Linked DNA regions of Oryctolagus cuniculus: region 1 is linked to region 2. The links are chromatin contacts, called in public Hi-C maps. All regions are on one chromosome and are shown on one strand. The core of a region is the stretch at or near the end of the contact, and the rest is flanking DNA. Distances in the headings are between cores, read along the strand shown.

Region 1 (2,700 bases), core at 113-2,612, 460 kb after region 2:
ACAAGCATGACCAACAAACCAAGTCATATTCCACTGCTCAGAGTTTTTTTCAGTCTTACTATGGGCCACTTTTCTGACACAAATGGGGTAATCAGGTGCATCGTCTGAAGCTCTGTCCCCTTAGAGGAATTTTTCCCATTAAACTTTCAGGGCCATTCTACTACTATATAGCCACACTCAATTTTCTGCTTATACCCCATACTAAGTGTGATAGAACATTTTCTGTTGCTCTAATAAAATACCTGAGATTAGATAGTGTGTAAAGAAAGAGATTGATTTGGCTCACAATTGTGGAAGGTAGAAGTCCAACCTCAAGTAACTCCATCAGTTCAGTCTCTGATGAGGGCCCTGACTACAATACAACATGGTGGATGGGTGTGTGAGATCAATTACATGGGAAACAGGAAGAAGGAGAAGTTCAGGGGGTCTGCTCACTTTTGTGTGAACTAGCCAGACTCCCATGAGAACTACACATAGCCCCTCCAAGGGCAGCACTCCAATGCCCTAATCCCCTTCCCCTAGGCCTCACCTCTTAAAGGTTGCACCACGTCGACAATACCACAACTCCCAATGCATGAAGCTTGAACCATATCCAAACCACTGAGCTCACTCATCTGTATCAGTGTCCTGTCTATGACTGCCATGACAAATTACCACAAGCTCAGTGGTTTAGGAAAATGGAAAATTATGCTCTCACAAATTTGGAGTCCAAAAATCAAATAACAAGATGTCATCAGGGGTTCCTTTGGAGGTTCTGAGGGAGAATCCCTTCCATATCTCTCTCTGTCGCATCTGGTAGCTGCTAACCATCCTTGGCATTCCTTTGTGGGTTTATCATTCCAATATCTGCGTCCCTCTTCCAACTGCCTTCTCACCTGAGGTCTCTGTCTTCTCCTCCTTCGTCTCTTATAGGGACACATGTCTTTGGATTTAAAACCCACAAGGATAATCCTATATGATCTCATCTTGACATCGTTAATTACATCTACAAAGACCCTTACACAAGTTAAATTTACATGTTCATACACACACAAATATATATACATATATATATATGCAGAAAGTTCAAAGAAAATGTGTATTAAAATTATTATATATTTCAAATTTTTTGCATGGATTTCAAAGTTACCTTTTAATTCTATTTTCCATGAAGTTGTTGAAGTCCTTGTGTGTGTGTGTGTGTGTGTTCAGTACAGTACAACATTCATGAATCAAGCTCTTCCTTTATTATCGTCTGCCAACTGAAAATAAACCACTCCTTTCCTTCAAAGTGTTCATAAGCGCGAGCTGAGGAAGATGAACAGTGCAACAGCAGCAGGGGGTGTGGCAGTCTACTCTCTGAAGCAGCCCACTTGTGCCCTCTGTCTTTACTGATGTGCAACTGCGGATGTATCACTTACATTCAAAAACGGATTGCTCTTTAATTCATCCAACCTTATGATTCAGTAGGTCTGACAAAACCCCATTCTGTCTTCATGATCACTTGACATCTCATGGTCAGATGTTCCATCTTTCCCCAGGTCCAAGAGCCTGAAGAGCTACATTTAAAATGGTGTCTAATTCTTTGCTGCAAATGGCTTCACTGTTTGTCTAAACCCTGAGGGTCTATGTCATGATTCTCCTATTGAAGGTTGATTTAAACTTCACACACTGCATGTTTTTCAACCACAGATACTTCAAGCACTACAGAGCTCATCAGATCACACAGCCCAGTGGGAGGGCTGCTTGATCTTGCATCCAGGATTTGTGCAGAGCCTTTTCCTGCTTAGGGCTCCACTCAAAGCTGACCATCTCCCCTTTCACTTGGTAAACAGGGCATGGCACCATCCTCAAGGATGGCATATGCTACTTCCAACGTGAAGCGGTTTCCAAGTGTAGTACTTGCTTGGAAGATGTAAGATGCAATTTTGCCCTTCCCCTGGAGAGGCCATCTTACCATGCCCAGGCCCCTTGACTCCTGGAGAAACTTCCCAATTAGGGCAGACCCGAATTTCCTGCATCCCTCATTCTGGAGCACATTATCACCAAGGCCCTTGTCATACTTTCCACTTCTTGTTGGCCCAATATGATTCACAAAATGGCATTAATACTATGAACTCCAGATCCATTTGGGCTGTGTTATATCTGAGGGGAGTACAGCTAACATGACCTTGAAACAAGATCATGAATATATACTATTTTCTACTGTGGGTGACTATTAATGGTTTCTGATTCTACTTTCTAATCGAGATGAAGGGAATACATTTGTCAGATCAATGGCAACAGGTAGTGTACCTGAAGTTGTGTTAATCTGCTCCAGCAGAGCAGATGCAATTAAGCTCAGTTGGAGGAATTCTACTGTGACCTATTTGGATCCATCAGAGAGCAGATAGATTAATTAACTGGTGATATAAGAGATACCACCACCCACGAACTCTTTATATCTTAGAGGAATACTCAGCTTGGCCATCCCTCCTGGAATACAATACAGTTTCGTTATACTGTCTTGACCAGGAGTGAGTGGGATTGAAGGAATTTCAGACGCTTTCATATAACCTTCATCCATCCTTACCATGTTAGCTGTTACCCCACAGGTTAATAAACAGGTACGAGAGTTCTGCATGCTACAAATATGTCCATTCTTATTATATATTTGGAGACCAGATAAATACTGTCAGGTGGGTTCATGGATTCAGAGGACCCACTATGAGACAGACATGA
Region 2 (2,700 bases), core at 183-2,682:
CTTCCCAATTAATTGAGAGAGAAAAGCCATCATGAAACATACACCTTAAATTCTGCCTCCTCATTTCAATGTGAAATTTATCTACTTATTTCTTATTTTCCTATCTCAGAAGATAAAATTTATTCCCTCTACCAATGCTATTGATCACTACTTTTCTTTCTAGACCTTTATTTTTTTCCCTCCTAGACTGTTATACTATATATTCTTTACAATAGATCTGTCCCTCCTTGAAAGATTACTTTGGGCATCCCCACACCCTCTTCCTCCTTTTTTTTTTTTCCTGTATGTATCTTATTGGGTTCCTTTTCTGTTACAACTAGCATTTAATATGCAAGGACCAGTGTTGTGGCACAACAGATTAAGCTGCTACTTTCGACTCTGGCATCCCATATCAGAGTGCTGTTCAAGTTCCAGCTATTCTGCTTCTCATCCAGCTTCCTCAAAATGAGCCTAGGAAGACAGTGGGAGATGGCCCAAGTAGTTGGACCCCTGCTATCCATGTGGGAGACCCTGATGGAGTTCCTGACTCCTGGCTTCAGCGTGCCCAGACCTGGCTATTGCAGCCATATGGGGAGTGAACCAGTGGGTGAAAGACTGATCTCTTTCTCTCCCTCCCTTCCTCTCTCTCTTTTTCTCAGTCTCTCTTCACCTATTGTTGCCCTGCTTTTCCAATAAATAAATCTTAAAAAAAAATTTAATATGCCAAATCCTTTATTCACAAGTGTCGGAATATCCTTTACATTTATTATCTGTAGTTATGAATTAATAATAAAATGTTTAATATTTTCATATGTTTTGAATTAGTATAATGTACAATGATATATAAACAGTTGGGGCCCTGATAAACTGAAAACAAACTAGTATTTAAACATTAGCAAATTATTAACATTTTTGTATGCACAGCGCATTCACTAGGTGGCGCTGTTGTATAAATGATAATCTTAGAGAGTTTTCTGCACTTTCTCTTACATAAGTTAACAGTGATAAACATTGAACACAGTGTTCTGTTTGAAAAAAGAGTCTAAATTTATTGACTTCAAAATACATGTTTGTACTTCAGGCTTAAGGAGAAAAGCAGCACTGAATTCAAAGTAGCTTTCTGCTTTTTACCCTTTCACTCCACTATGTTTTTCTTTATTAGTTTCAGTACTTTAAAAAATTTCTTTAGTCAAGATACAAATGGAATTTTTAGTTTGAAATCATAAAATATTATCCATTGATAACTTGTGATGAGCTCTAAGCCAGATCCAGGAATGCAAAAAATCGGTAGTATCCTTTCCCCAAAGTTTCACATCAAGCTGTATTATGTTAATAGTACAGGGGGCTGGTGCTGTGACACAGTAAGCTAAGCCTCCGCCTGTGGCACCAGCATCCCATATGGGTGCTTGTTCTAGTCCTGGCTGCTCCTCTTCTGATCCAGCTCTCTGCTATGGCCTGGGAAAGCAGTTGAAGATGGCCCCAGTGCCTGGGCCCTTATACCTGTGTGGGAGACCCTGAGGAAGCTCCTGGCTCCTGGCTTTGGATCAGCCCCAGCTCCAGCTGTTGCATCCTTTTGGGGAGTGGATCAGTGAATGGAAGACCTTTCTTTCCCTCTGTAACTTTACCTCTCAAATAAATGAATAAAATATTTAAAAACAAGTCATTAAGTTATTATATAACTTATATAAGTTATATTAAGTAAGTTATATTATATAACTTACTTAAAAATACAGAAAAGTTGAGTTTATCAGCCAAAACAAATTTAACATTGTTAAACTATCCAATATGACTTTTTAATTTAAATTTTATATTCTATATATTTCCAGTATTGTCATTATAATATCCAGAGGTGTTTCAGTTATTTAAAAGGAATTAATGCAATAGGAAAAATTATAATTTTCAAAAATTATTTTCCTATTTGAAATGCAGAGACAGAGAGAGATCTCTCATCCACTGGTTCACTCCCTGAGTGCCTACAACAGCCAAGGAGCTGGGCAGGCCAAGCTACACACCTGGAACTCTATCTGGGTCTTTCACGAGGGAGTGGGACAGGGGGAAGAATCCTAGTACTTGAATCTCATGGGGTACACATTGGCAGAAAGCTGAATCAGAAGCAGAAGAGCCAGGACTGAACCAGGCACGCTGATATGGAATGTGGGTATCCCAAGTGGTGACCAACAGCTGCACCAAACACCACCCCCCCCAACTCTAATTTTGAAACTAATCGCATACATTTTAGAAAGGTGTCTTAGTCTGTTCAGGCTGCTATAATAAAATACCATGAACTGAATAGTTTATAAACAACAGATATTTCTTATAGTTCTGGAGGCTGGAAAGTCCAAGATTAGGATACCAGCAGATTTGGCATCTGGCGAGGGCATCTTTTTTAGACTGTAAGTGGTGACTGCTAGCTGTGTCCTTGTGTAATGGAAGGAGTGAATGAGTTCCTCTTTACTCCCCCCCCCCCTTTGTTTTAAGTTTATTTGAAAGAGTTACACACAGAGAGGAGAGGCAGAGAGAGAGAGCGGTCTTCCATCCATTGGTTCACTCCCCAACTGGCAGCAATGGTCGGAGCTGCGCCGATCAGAAGCCAGGAGTCAGGAGTTTCTTCCAGGTCTCCCACATGGGTGCAGGGGCTCAAGCACTTGGGCCATCTTCTACTGCTTTCCTTGACCATAGCAGAGTTGGATCGGAAATGGAGCAGCCAGGACTCAAACCAGC

The links. Hi-C and Micro-C count contacts between places; a contact is called where the count stands out from the background.
Region 1: a contact with region 2 is called in a Hi-C map of an unstated tissue, with 4 times the contacts expected there. The contact joins two enhancer-like sites. A contact is called at or near these places in 4 of 6 Hi-C or Micro-C datasets (ear pinna, embryonic fibroblasts, skin fibroblasts and 1 more).

What each region holds. Positions count from the first base shown.
Region 1 is chr7:35,810,294-35,812,993 of mOryCun1.1, forward strand. No RefSeq gene overlaps it. Among named protein-coding and RNA genes, the nearest start is that of CCDC190, 36 kb to the right of the region's middle. Within about 2 kb of position 1,363, at least 2 of the 8 cell types and tissues checked have an H3K27ac peak or open chromatin away from gene starts, as enhancers often do.
Region 2 is chr7:35,345,544-35,348,243 of mOryCun1.1, forward strand. No RefSeq gene overlaps it. Among named protein-coding and RNA genes, the nearest start is that of NUF2, 4.1 kb to the left of the region's middle. Within about 2 kb of position 1,433, at least 1 of the 8 cell types and tissues checked has an H3K27ac peak or open chromatin away from gene starts, as enhancers often do.